2 separate regions of the Sus scrofa genome follow, and region 2 is linked to region 1. A link is a contact called in public HiChIP or PLAC-seq data. All regions are on one chromosome and are shown on one strand. The core of a region is the stretch at or near the end of the contact, and the rest is flanking DNA. Distances in the headings are between cores, read along the strand shown.

What was found. HiChIP or PLAC-seq counts read pairs in DNA pulled down with a chosen protein or histone mark.
Region 2: a contact with region 1 is called in an H3K27ac HiChIP or PLAC-seq map of alveolar macrophages. The contact joins the promoter of NFAM1 here to the promoter of LOC100524254 in region 1. A contact is called at or near these places in 1 of 47 Hi-C or Micro-C datasets (embryonic fibroblasts) and 1 of 2 datasets of contacts at active chromatin or transcription factors (alveolar macrophages).

Annotation. Positions count from the first base shown.
Region 1 is chr5:6,143,719-6,148,064 of Sscrofa11.1, forward strand. LOC100524254 (NADH-cytochrome b5 reductase 3-like) reads left to right here and starts at 2,512. Exons shown (of 10, transcript XM_003125982.4): 1 at 2,512-2,643. The coding sequence starts at 2,623.
Region 2 is chr5:6,294,998-6,299,343 of Sscrofa11.1, forward strand. NFAM1 (NFAT activation molecule 1) reads left to right here and starts at 1,924. Exons shown (of 8, transcript XM_021093097.1): 1 at 1,924-1,933; 2 at 3,282-3,314; 3 at 3,402-3,674. The coding sequence starts at 1,924.

The DNA of each region.
Region 1 (4,346 bases), core at 1,262-3,761:
GCCGTGAGCTGTGGTGTAGGTCGCAGATGCGGCTCAGATCCCGCGTTGCTGTGGCTCTGGTGTAGGCCAGTGGCTACAGCTCTGATTCGACCCCTAGCCTGGGAACCTCCATATGCCGTGGGAGCTGCCCAAGAAATGGCAAAAAGACAAAAAAAAAAAAAAAAAAAAAAGAGGGGCAACAATAGCATGATAACTTTGGGAGGAAAGCTATTTCCGTTTTGAGTCTACAAGTGGGTATGCTGATGTATACGACAGTGTAAGACAGAAAAATAGATTCCATCCTAACTGTGATTTTGTAGGATTGTTTGTTGGACTAATATTTATAGCCTTAAGCTAAACAGTATTTCTGTTTGTTTATTTACTGCCATTTAGGGGATGAGTCTTTTGAGGAAAAGACCTGCGTGGGAATCTTTCAAGGCTTGTGAGGATGACTCACAGGAGAAAGCCAATTTAGTCAACTCCAAGTTTCACACGGAAAAACAATCTGGCATCGCACATCCACATTCATGAGAGCCATCATCAATGCAGGTGTAACAACACGAAGAGAATCAAAAGTGAAGAGGGAGGAGTTCCCGTCGTGGCTCAGTGGTTAACGAATCCGATTAGGAACCATGAGGTTGCGGGTTCGATCCCTGGCCTCACTCAGTGGGTTAAGGATCCGGCATTGCCGTGAGCTGTGGTGTAGGTCGCAGATGCGGCTCGGATCCCGTGTTGCTGTGGCTGTGGCGTAGGCCAGCGGCTGCAGCTCTGATTAGACCCCTAGCCTGGGAACCTCCATATGCTGCGGGTGCAGCCCCAGAAAAGACCAAAAAAAAAAAAAAGTGAAGAGGGAAAATGCAGAGGTTTGGGGTGATGTGCTGCTCCCCTGGCCTCCGTGGAAGGTGTCTCTGGAAAAGTCACCTGTGCCATGGGTGCCCTAGCAAGCACCCAGCTATTGAAACTTACTGGCTGCATATGCCGCCAAACTTTCCAATTTGATTACTTCCTTTGTCATATTAAAATTGTGATTATTAAAACTGAAATAAGGCCTAACTGATCTGCTGTGACATTGACCCTCCCGTGCTGTGCTAACAGATCCCTCTCCCTCCTTCCCTCCGTGTGCTCTGCCTAGTTTTCCCTTTTAAAACCAGCTGGTCAGGAGTTCCTGCTGTGGCGCCACAGACCGGAGGCATCTCTGCAACACCAGGATGTGGGTTGGATCCCTAGCGCAGCACAGTGGGTTAAAGGGAAAGGATCTGGCATTGCTGCAGAGCAGCGGGATCTGAGCCCTGGCCCTGGGAACTCCATATGCTGTGGGGCAGCCAAAAAATAAACCCCCAGTTGGTCAGAATTCCCTTGGAGTGCAATGGGTTAAGGATCTGGTGTTGTCACTGCTGTGGTTCAGATCACTTCTGTGGCACGGGTTCAATTCCTGGCCCTGAACTTCCACATGCTAAAAACAAAAACAAAAAACCCCATCTGGTTCCTGCCCCCCCCCAATCCTCCAGGGCTCCTCACACTCCGCCCCCCCATTCCCAGTTCCCTCCACCTGGGTCCCCATACCTTGACCTCACATCACACCACTGTCCCTCCAACTCCCTCTGGCCTTGCTGACCCTGCATCTGTCCACTTCATTCCTACTTCCAGGCTCTGCTCAGTTCGTTGTGCCTGGAAGTCCCAGTTGTTCTCTACCTGGTCAGCAGCACACTGCAGGAACACACTGCCTGCTGCAGGCTGCTGGTCAAAGTACCAGGAGCTCACATTTGGGTCCAAGACCATTCCAGAAAAGCAGAGAGCCCCCTGGGGCCAGCATGGACCTACCCAGAGCAGGTGCTCACTGTGGAATTCACTCATTCAACAAGTATTTATTGAGCACCCACTGTACGCTAGGCTCTAGGCAGGCAGGGGACTTCGACGCAGAGTCCTGCCCTCAGGGAGCCCGCAGTCCACTGGGATGGGCAGACCCTCCCTGAGGAAATAAACAGGATGACCTCAGCTACTGCGAGGTCCTAGGGGCTGCCTGGAGAAGGGGTCAGGCCTTGCTGAGGAGGAATCCTTTGTCCTAAAGCCCCAGCAATAAGCCAGTGCTGAGCCTGAGGCGGCTGGGACAGCGTTCCAGGGGAAAGGCCTGGAGGTGGGACCGAGCTGAGCGCTTTGGGGAACAAGAAGGCCTGTGGGTCTTCTCAACGTGCTCAGAGACCTGAGATCAGAGACCTGAGATCCGAGCGCGACGGAGTTTCCGGATTGTATTTTGGATCCCATCAATGGGGGGGGCGCCATCAATGGGGGGGCGCCATCTATCCCCTTTGGGATGGCAAACGTGGCCCACCCCAGGCCACACTGCGGTCCGGAGCCCCGCCGGGGGCTCCGGGGGCGACTGCAGCGGCCCCTCCTCCACTCAACGCGCGCCCGGGTCCAAATACCGCGGGATTCCCCCACGTCTCTCCACTTTCCCCGCGGACGGAAGCGGGCGGGGCGGGGCCTCGAGCTCGGCCTCCCGCCCCCCGAACCCCGATTGGGCCGCTCTCGGGCCCGCCCCTCCTCCGAGGATGACGCGACCAGGGGGCGGGTCCGGGGCGCGGCAGGCAGGCGGTCTCGGCGGCGGCGGCGGCGGCGGCAGAGCGAGCGCAGAGCGGCACCACCATGGGGGCCCAGCTGAGCACGGTAGGCGGGGAGGAGGCGCCGGCCGTGGCGGGGCGAGGGCCCGGGGCGTCGCTGCGGACCGGCGGGCGCCGAGGCCTCCTCCGCCGGCAGCGCCGACTGCCACCCGGCGCCAGGGGCAGGGGGCGGCTCGGGCGCAGAATCCCACCCCGCCCCAGCCCGCCGCGCCCGGCGGACACCAAGGGGCGGTGACTCACGCCTGGGCCTGTGTCCCCCCAACCCCCGGGCCCGGCCTGCCGGCAGAGGGGCGTCACCCGGAGGCGGGCGGCCGAACATTCGGGGCGCCCCGCCCTCCGTCTCGCCCTCTGCCCGGCCCGGCCCGGCCCGAGCGTTAAGCGGAGGGGTGCGGATGTGCGCGCGCGAGTGGTGAGCTAGAGCCGAATGAACGCGATTGGCGACCCTGCGTGTGAGCTAGTTTGAGTGTGACTGAACACGTGTGAAGTGTGACTGAACTAGTGCGTATGTGTGTGAGAGCGTGTGACCAGGTGTGTGGGTGTGTCGTGTGCGTGTGCAGGAGTGGGTGTGGGGGTGAGAGACTGAGAGTGAACGTGTGTGAGTGAATAAGTGAGCAGGTGTGCAGGAGTGTGAACGTGTGACTCTCTGTGAGTGTGTGCATGTGGAGTGTGTGTGTGTTGTGTGTGTGAGTGTGAGACATTGCCGGCGTGCACAGTTTTGATTGGCATCCACCACCACCGAGCCCTCTTGGTGCGCTGCAGCTAGGCTCTGGCTCTCAACACAGCAAACCTGGGGTCTGTGCTGCTGGCCCAGTTCTACAGATGAAGAAATGCCACTCAGAGGTGGCCACCTGCCCGGCTGGCAGGGCCCGAACTTGCAAGGCTGCAAAGTCCACTGTCATGCTGTCACTTTGGTTTGGCCCAGGGCTACCCATCTCTCCCCCAGGGACACCTCCTTGCAGATGTCTCAGAAGCCACAGTGGTGACCAAGGGCTTGTGTTCCACATTGAGGCTATGGCCAGAGGGCAGCCCAACACCCCACCCCCAACTCTGGTCCCCTGGTGCTGGCTGGGCCCGTGGGGAGGGCTGCCCCTGGGAAGGTTAGGCCCAGAGCCTCTGACCTGGTTGCCTCCTCCGCCTCCACCCAGGGCCCTGGGACTTGGCTGGGGCCTGCTTCCTCCCTCTGACTGTGAGGTCCCCCTCTGGGACTAGACAGAAGGCCTCATGGCCTGGGTGTTTGCTCCTGAGCATGTGGCCCTGCCCAGGCCTCGGGGAGGATGTTTAGACCAAGGAGCGGCCTTGCCCAGGGCATTCCGGCAGACGTCACCCCTGCTCCATATAGCGTCCTGACTGTGTTTCCCAGAGACCGCTTCCCCCTTCACTGCTCGGCCTCCTGACTCCATCCAGACCCCCACCCCTGCTGTTTTCCCACACTGCTTCTCACCTTCCAGTTGGGTTGGTTGGATTTGTCTCTGCGTCCTCGGGATGTGGCTGCTTGATGTTTTTGCCGAGTAGCCAAGCACTCCTTGCAGCCCCTCTGCAAGGGCAGAGCCCTCCCTGTCTGGGCATCAGAAGACCTTCACCAGCTCCTGAGCCTCTTCTGTCCAAGGGGTGGGTGCAGTCGCCCTTCCTTGGAGGTCCTGCTGGGATCCCTGCTTGGCCCGAAATGCCCACAGCAGACCCCAGCCCTGCCTCCTGGGGTCTGTGGGAGGCCCTGGGCATCTTATCTGAGACATGCAGGCTGTGAAAGAG
Region 2 (4,346 bases), core at 674-3,173, 150 kb after region 1:
ATGGAAATTAATCCAACTAGTATCCATGAGGATGTGGGTTTTGTCCCTGGCCCGGCTGAATGGGTTAAGGATCCAGCATTGCCGTGAGCTGTGGTGTAGGTCAACAGATGAAGCTCGGATCTGGCGTCGCTGTGGCTGTGGCGTAGGCTGGCAGCCATAGCTCCGATTTGACCCTTCTCCTGGGAACTTCCATATACCGCAGGTACGGACCTAAAAAAAGGACTGCAGGGGACCTATGTGCTCCGCCCCTTCTTTCAACTCCTTCACAGCTGCTGCCTCCTCCATGAAGTCCTCCTGGGCACCCACTCCTCCCTCCACCCCGAGGAACTCCCTTCTTCCCCGCCTCTTTGCCCTGACACACTGCCACCACTGAGGCAGGCGGAGCAGTGCTCAGGAGCGGGGGCTGGGGCCGTCCTCAGAGTCACTTCCCTGGACACATTCCTTAGCTATGTTACCTTGGCCAAATATTCTTTTAACCTTCCTGTGCCTCTGTGTCCTTATCTGGAAAACGGAAGCAATTAGAATACCTATCTCATGGAACTGGGGTGGACACTAAATTGATGTGTAGATTAAAATGCTTTGAGACAGTGCCTGGCATCCAGTAACTACTCTGAACTGCCTTGCGATAGTGTAACCATGCTGATTATTGCTTTCCCAGCTGACTGGGGCTCCTAGAAGCTGGGGTCCTTCACTTCTGCATCCTTCTGCTGAGGCCAGTGCCTGGTGAAGAATGTGTGCTCAACAAAATGCAAAGGGATGGATGGATGAATGGGTAGGTGGATGGATGGATGGATGGGTGGATGGATGGACAGATGAATGGACAAGAGCAAGAGCTGAAAGGCATGGTCCTAGGGCCTTGCCTGAAGACTCAGCTGTGGAGGCCTGGCCCAAAGGCTGCAAAACCCCCGGCTGCCAACTGGAGATGCCATCAGAGCCTCATGTCCTCTGTTCTTCCTCTTGCTCACTTATTTGCAGCCCCTGCCAAGGGCAGGGGGGAGGAAAATCCCCTGGATCCGAGTCTGGGAAGTTCGCTGCTAGGCAGCCACTTCAGTGGAGAGTTTTGAAGAACATGAGGTTTCCGAATGTGCTGCGGTTTCCTTCCCATCACCCGGTTCCTGAGGCCCTGACGGCGCAGCCGCGGCCCGCTGGCTCCCCACCCGAGGTCCAGGTCTGCATCCGCCCAGGAGGCTGCACAGCTTCAGAGCATCCAGGAAACTCAGTAATGACCCGAGACCCCCAGCCACTGCTTTCCAAGTCCTGCCTGAGGAGGGTGTGGCCTCCTCACACCCCACCCTGGAGTCTAGCCGCTGCCTCCCACCAATGGAAGCCTGATGGGAGCCTCCTAGGTGCCAGGTTCAATGCTGGGCGCCCACCTACACGGCAAGCCTGGGAGGAAGGCATTTTATCCTCGTCTTGTGCCCATTCACCTGTCATTCGTGCACCAGTGTCTATGCAGCATGTACTAGGTGCTGGCCCTGTGCTCGGCTCAGGGGGATCAGACGAAAGAAGACAAATGGGAGGCCCCAGGCAGGCAAGAGGCCGTGGGTGGGTTGGACCCAGGCTCAGAAGTGGCAAAGTTCCCGGGGCTCCATGGTGCAGATTCAGAGCGTGGGTTGCACCGTGAGGGGGCAGGGGGCTTTGTGGAGGCATGGGGGAGGCAGAAGAGCCCCGGAGTGGGCGGCGGAGGCAAAGCCCAGGTTCATGTTCCAAGGCAGCCTGGCACTCAGCTGCCTCCCGATGCCAAGTCGTAAAGAGACTCCTGGAGGCACAGACCGATGCCTTTGTGAGGCTCTCTCTGAGCCTGGAGGCATTAACGAGACGTCTATCACCATGGCATCGAGGTGCTTAGACAACCTGCGCCCCCCAGGAGCTTGGAAACAGCGTGAAGCAGATTATCTGTGTCTCACTGTGACATACGCGATCATGTATCACGGTGATGGATCAACAGTCAATACCGCCGGGGTCCCTGCCGCCCGCCCCCCAGCCAGTAGGAAACGTCTGGTGTGCACTCGTCTTCCTTCCTCCCCGGGTTGGCGGGCCCCGCTCCCGCTTGCCGTCCCCAGACACTCCTGGAGTTGGTGGCAAACGTCTCCTGGCTTTCATTGTTCATGTGCAAAGCAGCCGAGGGAAAAGCATTCAGACCAAGGGTGGAAACTGGACTCCGTCCTGCCGTCGCTAGACGCCGCGGCCAGGGTGGGAGAGAGGCTCCGGATTCGCACAGCTGGCCACTAAATGCCAGCCCCATGCACCTGCCCTGATCTTGGGCAAGTTTCTTTGCCTCTTGGGGGCATCGTTTATCATAGTGGGATAATAACCTTTTTTTTTTTTTCTTTTTTTTCAGGGCTGCACCCACGGCATATGGAAGTGCCCAGGCCAGGGGTCAAATTACAGCTGCAGCTGCCAGCCTACACCACAATCACAGCCACAGCCACACAGGATCTGAGCTGCATCTGCGACCTACACCACAACTCACGGCAACACAGATCCTTAAGCCCCTGGGCGAGGCCAGGGGTTGAACCCGCATCCTCGTGGATATTAGTCGGGTTCTTTACCAGCTGAGCCACGATGGGAACTCTGGGATAATAACCTTTATCTTGAGGATTGACGGGCACTCGTGAAGAAAAGAGGGGCAGTGTCAGCTTGTGCTGAAACCCAGCACCTTCGGTTCACCCCAGCTTCCCCAGGGTGCTGGCTGGCTCCTCACCACCCCTTCCCTCTGCCGCTCCGAACACGTGGGCAGACATCTGTCCCCAGCCGCATCCAGCTCTGCCCAGTGCTGAGCTCCAATGCCAGGGCTGCGCAGCTCCCGGTCTGCTGGGGAAAGGGCCCCAGGTGGCAAATAATTGCTGGCCCTGAGTTGGCGCCCATGGAAGTGAGGACAGGGGCTTTGGTTGGGCCAGATGGGGAAGCAATTCATGTGTCTCCTGGTGGGGGAGGGGTGGGCTCAAGTTTAGGGAAGCTGCAGGGAAGAGAGACATTTGAGGGGGGGCTGGAGGGGGAGGCGTTCCCCAGGGGACCCACTGCGGCCGTCACTGGGCTAATGAAGGGCAGCTGGCTCCTGCCCTCACCCGAACTGCCTGGCCCTCCTCTCCGTCACACACCTGCCCCTCCCAACCGCAAAGTCTGCTCTTCGAGGGGCACGTTAATTAAGGGGCTCCCAGACTATTTTCCGGGGGAAGTTTGTGTGAATGGGGCTGGTTTTTTTTTAAGAGTTTCAGAGGTGCGCAGCTACGCCAGCCCTGGGGTTACCCGTGGAAATCCTGTGCCCTCTCTGTCACCAGTGTCTTCTGAACAGGCCACCAGCTGGCACGGGGGTAAGGAAGGGAGAAGCCGATAGCCCAGGGAAGAGGGCTGGGGAGACCTTCCTGCTGGCCCCAAGCTTGGGGCTGTTCCCACTGCTTGAGCGGAAACTCTGGGGTTATTGAAAGGACAAGGTGGCCCACTGAGGCCTCGAGGAAGCAGAGGGCTGGCCAGGGAGGAGCTTGGTGGGGACGTGAAGGGGAACTGTGGCTGCCTGGAAGCTGTCCCCTCCTGTGAGCTAAAGAGGAAGGAGGAACGCTGGCGTGAAGGGCCCGATGGAGAGCTGGCCTCCGGGGCGGTGGGCGCCGCCGGGCCCCCTCTCGGCCCCCTGGCTCCTGGGCTTGTTCCTGCTCCCCTGGACCTGAAGCTCACAGGTACACCGTCTTCCTTCTTCCCACGTGCTCTCTGGCCGCGCACATCAGAGCCGCTTTCATCCTCCGGGCGGCTAATTCCCGGACCTGTCTCGGGGGATTTGCTGGTTGCTTTTGAACATTGCAGACTTCACAGGCGACGCCTTCAGGGACCAGGCGATGTTTAGCTAATGCCTTGCCAAGGTGGCTTTTGAAGAGGCAGGGGCAGCGCTGCCTCCTCGCTGCTGGAACAGCCCCTCTGTGTACAGCCGGACCTCCTGGCCCTAGAACGAGGTGGGTGGGCATTGCTGCGGCCAGGGGGCCTCAGGTTGGGTGCAGGATCCCTGGGAAGGGACAGCTTGTCCCCGAGGATCTCACAGTGGAGCCCCCGCATTGAGCCCGCCACGCAGTGCCTGGCCCGTGTTAGCCAGGGAGGGGCGAGGCCAGCTGCTGGTCACAGGAGCTCAGAGCCTGAGGCACAGAATTGACACAGTTGCCAAAAAGGATGGCACCTCCCACTTCCTGAAATACAGCTAGAGGCCTCTTTCCTGGCTCCAGGTCCCCTCAGACTGGCCCTGGGGATAGGTGGCTTGGGGGCAAGTTCATCCGGGCCAGGGAACCCCCCCCAGGAGTGTCCCTGGACAGGGCTGAGTACCCCAGGATCCCTGAGGCTCAGTCTGTCTCACCTGGGCAGGG